2 separate regions of the Cricetulus griseus genome follow, and region 1 is linked to region 2. Evidence: chromatin contacts called from public Hi-C data. All regions are on one chromosome and are shown on one strand. The core of a region is the stretch at or near the end of the contact, and the rest is flanking DNA. Distances in the headings are between cores, read along the strand shown.

What was found. Hi-C and Micro-C count contacts between places; a contact is called where the count stands out from the background.
Region 1: a Hi-C map of liver shows a contact between it and region 2, with 2.5 times the contacts expected there. The contact joins two enhancer-like sites. A contact is called at or near these places in 3 of 8 Hi-C or Micro-C datasets (the CHO-K1 cell line and liver).

Annotation. Positions count from the first base shown.
Region 1 is chr2:287,003,300-287,006,587 of CriGri-PICRH-1.0, reverse strand. It overlaps Snx9 (sorting nexin-9), which reads right to left. Exons shown (of 18, transcript XM_035440425.1): 2 at 24-110. Among named protein-coding and RNA genes, the nearest start is that of Snx9, 35 kb to the right of the region's middle. Within about 2 kb of position 2,012, at least 1 of the 6 cell types and tissues checked has open chromatin away from gene starts, as enhancers often do.
Region 2 is chr2:286,927,764-286,931,162 of CriGri-PICRH-1.0, reverse strand. No RefSeq gene overlaps it. Among named protein-coding and RNA genes, the nearest start is that of Snx9, 41 kb to the left of the region's middle. Within about 2 kb of position 1,347, at least 3 of the 6 cell types and tissues checked have open chromatin away from gene starts, as enhancers often do.

The DNA of each region.
Region 1 (3,288 bases), core at 763-3,262, 75 kb before region 2:
CAGTAAGCACACTGAGCTCTTACCGGGTTTGTAATTGTGATGATCTCTCCTTCACTAACTGTCAGCTCATTGTTTCCAGGTTCAGCAGCAAAGTCATACATAACCCGAGCCTGCAGGGAGTGGACAGGAAAAGGAGAAGTTAGAGATGCATGTCAAACACAAAACCTCAACAACCTTTAGCTTGCCTGTAAACACAATGGGGTGAACCTGGCAGTGGCTGTGGCTGATCAGGAAGAAAGGGAGACAGTCTAAGAGGATGGTCTTCTCAGGAACCCCGATAGCCACACACCCTGCACACACTGCACTTAGAAATTAGTCCTAGGATACAGCTCCAACAGACATGTTTCACAAAGAAAAGGCCATGCGTTTTGCTGGACAGTCGCAAGTAGACGCAGGTGTTTATAACAGGTACACCTGGGAACGGCAGTATTGCTCACAGGCATGCACGCCATTCCAGGTTCACACATAAGAAAACTCCTGTGGTCAAACACTCAGTCCAGGAGCTGGCCCCAGGATGACTTTTGATAACATGGTGTTTCTAACAATTTAACTTGGAAATCTGAGACTCATACATAACAGACACTGACTCTCGACCATACTTCCCACTGGCTCAAGAGTTAGACAGGGCTGCGTATACTAGCCAAGTTACCTAAACAGCTATGATTTCCAAACTTCCAAAGTGGGTAACTCTCACAAGCATGAGGGTCAGAGTTTGGCTCCCCAGCACACATGTAATGCCTGCCAATTCTGACCTGCTTTTAATTATTGCCTTTGGATGGCAGAGACAGGATCTCGGAGCAAGTGAAGTAGCCGGACTAGCCCAATCAGCAGGCTCTGGGCTCAGCTGAGACCCTGCCTTAACTACAGTGAATAGCAACTGAGGAAGACGTCTGATGTCAGCCATAGGTCTCTACATATATATGCATGCATACATAGGCATGCTCACTGGCACCCATGTGCCCAAGTGTGCAAACATGCATGCACACCCCTCACACAGAAGCATGCGTGCATGCATGCAGAAATGAATGAATGAATGAATGAATGGAAAAAGCAGACTAAAGGGAGTTGTCTGTGGTGTGAGGAAGGCTGTGCTTTCAGCTTATTCTACAGGTGGGTCCTTGAGACAGCAATGAAAAATTGTGTTCCCTGAGGCAATGTCAGGCATGTTTCACCAGAGAGAACTATGGTTATAAAAGTGTGTGTGTGTGTGTGTGTGTGTGTGTGTGTGTGTGTGTGTGTGTGCTGCTAGGATCAAAGCCAGGGCACTGCACATGTTAGGAAAGCACTCTGCCATGAACTTATGTCCTTAATGCAGTGTCTTCGTTGTTGCTTGGGACAGGGTCTCTTCCTGTAGCCCAGGGTGGCCCACAAGTGACTGTGGCAGTCTTCCTACTTCAGCCACCATGCCCAGGTTCTGACCAATTTCCAGCTCTAAGTATATGTTTCATGCATTATCTCCCTCCGGCAGTCCATCTAAAACTTGGGGTCACATGTGCCTAGGTCACAGTGTTTGCTTTAGAAGTACCCAGCTATGATGAAAAGGAAACTGGGGTTTCCTATATAGCTAGTGAAACAAGACAGTGCAGTTGCCTTCACTTAAACAGTCTTCATCAAACACCCACCACACAGCAAGAGCCAGCCTTTGGCTGGCCACCGTTTTCCTTTCGCTTCAATCCTAACTATTTTAACAGAGATGAAAGAGTCACAAGCAGTGACTCAAGATGGGGGACCCACTATCTTGAAATACATAAAAAAATAAGACAAACTACCAGGTGAACACGTCATAAACTGGGTGTTTAACAATGCTACAGAATTTAATGGTGCTTAGTGCTGTTGAATGGAAAATTGTTTCAAATTTTTCTGCACACTTGAAATTTTTCCTAAAAAATACTGGAAATGGCAGTGTAGTTTGCCAGTCAGGAAATCCATCAGTCGTTCCCTGGGAGCAAAGAACGGGCTGAGAGACAGGCAGTGGGACAAACACGGCCAGTCTCCTCAGACCAGGACAAAGGACAAAGGAACCACGTGGAGGTACTCTCCTCACACAGCTGCAAAGTAGATACAATTCTGCTTGTCATGTTGTAGGACAGTTTTTGAAAACATGTCACATCACCCTCAATCCTCCGCAATGGGGCAGGAGGAGATAAATGTGAGGGTGCCCTGCGGAAGGAAGTGAGCTTCCTCTCGAGGGGGGCCCAGTGTGCTGGCCAAGCTCTGGGCTGGAGCGCAGCCTGCTGCTTTGTTGCTGCTCCTTGAGATGCTTGCTGCATTTTTCCAGTTCTTCTAAATCCAGTGAGTCCCCAGATAGAGATGCGGAGGCTCCTTGTTCACTAGGTATGATATGGTGAACCAGAGTGTGAAACAGTGAAACAGAGGTGGACACCTCTTCATACTTTAGATGTTAGTGGACATGTCACACCAGGATGGTTAGAATGTTTTTGCCCCTCTAAAACTCACACTGGAACTTAATCCCCATGTCAACAGTGTTGGGAGCAGACCTTAAGGGAGGTACTGTTGGCTCTCAGAGTGTAATGCCACAAAACAGGCCTGTGAGAGGGGTCTCTCTCTCTCCAGCTGTTCTGCCAATGTGAGCAACCAATGCTCTCCCCCCAGGACAAAGTATTCATGGTGCCACTTGGGATGCAGAGTAGGCCCTAACATAGTCTGGAACTTTGACTTCCCAGCTTCCATAATGCTGGGAGAACAGATCCCATTCTTTGTAAGTTACCTGCCTGCCCTCCAGAGTTCTGCAATGGCGGCACAATGGACTAAGACCCACAGGAAAAGTGACAAATGGTGTAAACACGTTTAAAACATGCTTTAAAAACTAGAGATGTTTCTTAGGAAACAGGATGGAGAATAATTTAGGAGAACAAAAAGATCTAAAGCACATTTTAAACAAGCATAAACTGTCAGAAGACAAATTGCCCATTAAGCATCTGCAAAGCAGGGAACCCTCATCACTGAAGACCCCTGGGCAGCCTCATCATCTGCTCCTCTTCTCTTTCCTCTACTAGTACTTGGCTCCTGCCTGTTTCCACACTTTCTCTCCTTGTCACCTGCGCTTTTCCTCCTATCCATCAAGGACAAGATCTCTAATACACGAGATTTGGAAAGAAGCAGACTTTTGAGGGGTGGGCTCTGACAGGAGTCTTAGGGTCACTGGGAATGCACCTCTGAAAGACCCTGGGACTCTGGCCTCATTCTTGGCTCTTCTGTTTGCAGACCATGAGGTGATTCCATCTCGCCACACAGTCTGACCACACAGTGCTGCCTTGCCACACGCCT
Region 2 (3,399 bases), core at 98-2,597:
CCTCAGATTCACTCAGACTGCTATGCTCTCCTCAACATGGCTAGAGATTGATTGCTTTCCTATCCTCAATGTGGCTGGAGAATGAATGCCTCTTGGAGACCCCGTTCCTGTCTTAAATACCTCTCATGCAGGAGTCCTGGGATTAAAGGTGTGTGATCCCAAGTGCTGAGATCATCTTTGTGAGAGCTGTTTCTTTTTAGAACTGGATATATTTCTTTCTTTTTTTTTTTTCTTTTTTTTTTTTTTTTTTTGGTTTTTCAAGACAGGGGTTTCTCTGTGGCTTTGGAGGCCATCCTGGAACTAGCTCTTGTAGACCAGGCTGGTCTCGAACTCACATAGATGTGCCTGCCTCTGCCTCCCCGAGTGCTGGGATTAAAGGCGTGCGCCACCACTGCCTGGCTCTGGATATATTTCTTGTAGCTCAGTGTGGCCTTGAATTAATAGAGACCCATATACCTCTACCTCTCAAGTGGTGAAATTAAAGGTGTGTACCACCACCCCCTGGCTTCTATAGCTAACTAGTGTGGTTGGCTTTGCTTTCTGTATCCTCAGGCAAGCTTTAATAAATCATAAATAATGTATCACCACACACTTGGATGGTTTCTTCTTTTTTAATTCTCTCTAGACCATGTGCTCAATTCTCCCCGAGTCCTCCTGTCTTTCTCTCCCTTGTGGGCCTTCAAGTATAGCAAGTGACTCATACACCAATGATTCATGTTCAATGAATTAAAAAAATAATTTTTTTGGTTTCTCTTTCCCCTACTCTTCTTGTCCCCTCTTCCTCCCCCCCCTCCTCTTTCCCTCCCTCCTCCTCTTCCCTTCCCTCCTTCCCCCTTTTCCCTCCTCCCCCTTCTTTAGTAAACCTCACACCCCACTTCTTGGCTGTCAGGCACCACCTTCCCCATCCTGGTACCCCATAGCCTCCAATAGGCTTGTGAGGCCAGGCTGAGGGGCAATGGGAAGGGGACACAGGGATACACTGGGGATCCCTCCTCACCTGAGAACGGACCTCGAGTCCATCTGCAGCTGCTTTCTGCCCCTATCCAAGCACAGTGCAGGCGACCAGCTGCCAGCTAGACTTCTACTCCAACTCTGGATTTCTTCTGGGCCTAGAATCCAGCACTTGGTGTCAAGTCAGGAAGCTGGAATCTATTTCCTCGGTGACACAAAGCCCTCTGTGTCCTTGCTGGCTGGCCTTACCTAGACAGTTCTCTAGAGCCATTAACTAGCACCCCTGAGGTGGAGGACTGGTTATGGGTTAAAGCTTAACAGACCGATTGTGATCAGTGCTACTGTGAGTCAGTCTGGACTTGCTGGATACTTCCCATGGGGAAGAAGGGGGTGGGTGTCACTCCATGGCTCAGTTTCAGTGGTATCTTGGCACTAACAGCCAGCTGTGTGGAAATAAAGGGCTCTGAAGTGTACATTTGCCGACTGTCACAGAATGAACACTTTCACCAAAGCCAATACTGAGCTATCTACAAGTTAATGCGTGAGTTGGGAAGAGATGCACAGTAGCCTATAGTTACATAGCAGTCCCTGTACACAGACAATGTATGTGTACAGTGTACATACGTGTGTACAATGGGCAGCATCGGCAATAAGAAACCACACTTAATAAGAAGTGGTGTGCCTTGGCTGCTTATTTATTACCCTTCTTTTTAGCATAACTCATTTGATTTGTAAATTTGTATGATTTAACTTGTAACAATGGCTATGCTATCAGCCAGCTTACAGACTCCTGAGTCCTTAGCACTGGGTCCTTTCTGGATCTGGATCATTTCCAGCACAACAGCTGGGCCTCTTTCTCAGCCCCATGTTCCTAGAATGAAGCTTCACTTCATTCATGGATTTCAGGACTCCTGCAAGGGAGCGATGTGACCACTGCGTCCTCTTTGGCAAGTTGGATAGCTAAGTTTCAGTCCTTATTCTGTTTGGCTTCCCCGAGGACAGGGCTGCCCACCCCCCCATACTCTATAACTCTACTGTTTTGTTTTGTCTTTGCCAATTTTTCAAAGCTCTCAAAGACTCCTGCTCATCTTTTGGCCCCTTACCCAAGGGGTTTCTCAGGACATGGTCATGATTCCTTGTGGCTTCCCATCCTCCTTCTCTGAAGGACAATGTGTCATGAATCCATACCTCCAGGGCTGATCTCACCTTGGAATTCCAGCTGTGGGCACGCAGCTTCCCGATGCATAGCAACCCCTCCCAGCTCATTCTTTATCATTTCCCCATCAACGCCTATGCTGGCTGCAGCCCATAAATGCTCAGCATCTATGTGCCAACAGCGCAACACACTAATAAGATGGAGATTCCCCCATGAAGCTCATTGAAGGCAAATGATATCACCATCTGCCTGGTGACAGTGACCAGAATCCTTGAGTCATCCCTGGTGCATGCCTCTACTATTCATTGATGACCACTTAGTCAATAAGTCTGATCTGTTCTGCACCTCAAGTATTGTGGATGCTTCCTGACTCCAGAGGCTTCTAGTCTGCTGCTTATCTCCTGGGTCATCGGGAAGTTAGGCTGCTGCATCAGAAGCCCCCCAGTGATCTCTCTATCGCAGACTTCAGAGTTTGAATCCGGTCTCCACACCGCTGGACACGGCTTCTGAAGTCACACTTCTGATGTTGCCATTTCCCTCTCAGCTTTCCAGATAATGTCTGTGCTTCTTGGCATGTGACCTGGCACCCATGTGCTTCTTAAAGACCTTCTTGTCACCAGTGCTCCTCAGACCCATGTGTAGCGGTCTAGCCTGTGAACCTGTAACAGTGGCCACACCCCTTTGAGTGTGACTTCAGGCAGATGGAAGCAGAAAGAGGGAAGCTTGAGGCATTGGCTTCTTTTGCTTGCAATCTTTCTCTTGGGTCACCTAAGAAGCGCTCTCATGGTTCTTTATTATTATCTGTGTAAGTGTTCCCCAATAAATGCCCATTTATCATTTATCTTGGGTCTAGTGAAATCCCTACACTCATGCCTTCAGCCATGCTTTGGCCACAGGGACCTTTCTGCTTCAGGACTCCATTGCCAATGCTGTTCTTTGGACCCAGAATCCTTCCACCCCACACCGCCAAGACCCCATTCCCTCCTTGACTAAACTGATCTTAAAAACTTAGTTCAGGGGCCACTTTGCCAGGATGGCTGTGTAGGTAGAAACCAAGACAGCAGAGGTGTGTGTGTGTGTGTGTGTGTGTGTGTGTGTGTGTGTGTGTGTGTGTGTGAACTTGGCACAAGCTAGGGATATCAGGTAAGAGGGAACCTTCATTAGATTGTCCTGTGGGCAACTAAGTCTGTGGGGCATTTTCTTGATTAATGATTGGTGATGGGGAGGGGGAGCAACCTATTGTGGGTGGTGCCAGCCCTGGGCTGGTGGTCCTGAGTTATATAAGAAAGCAA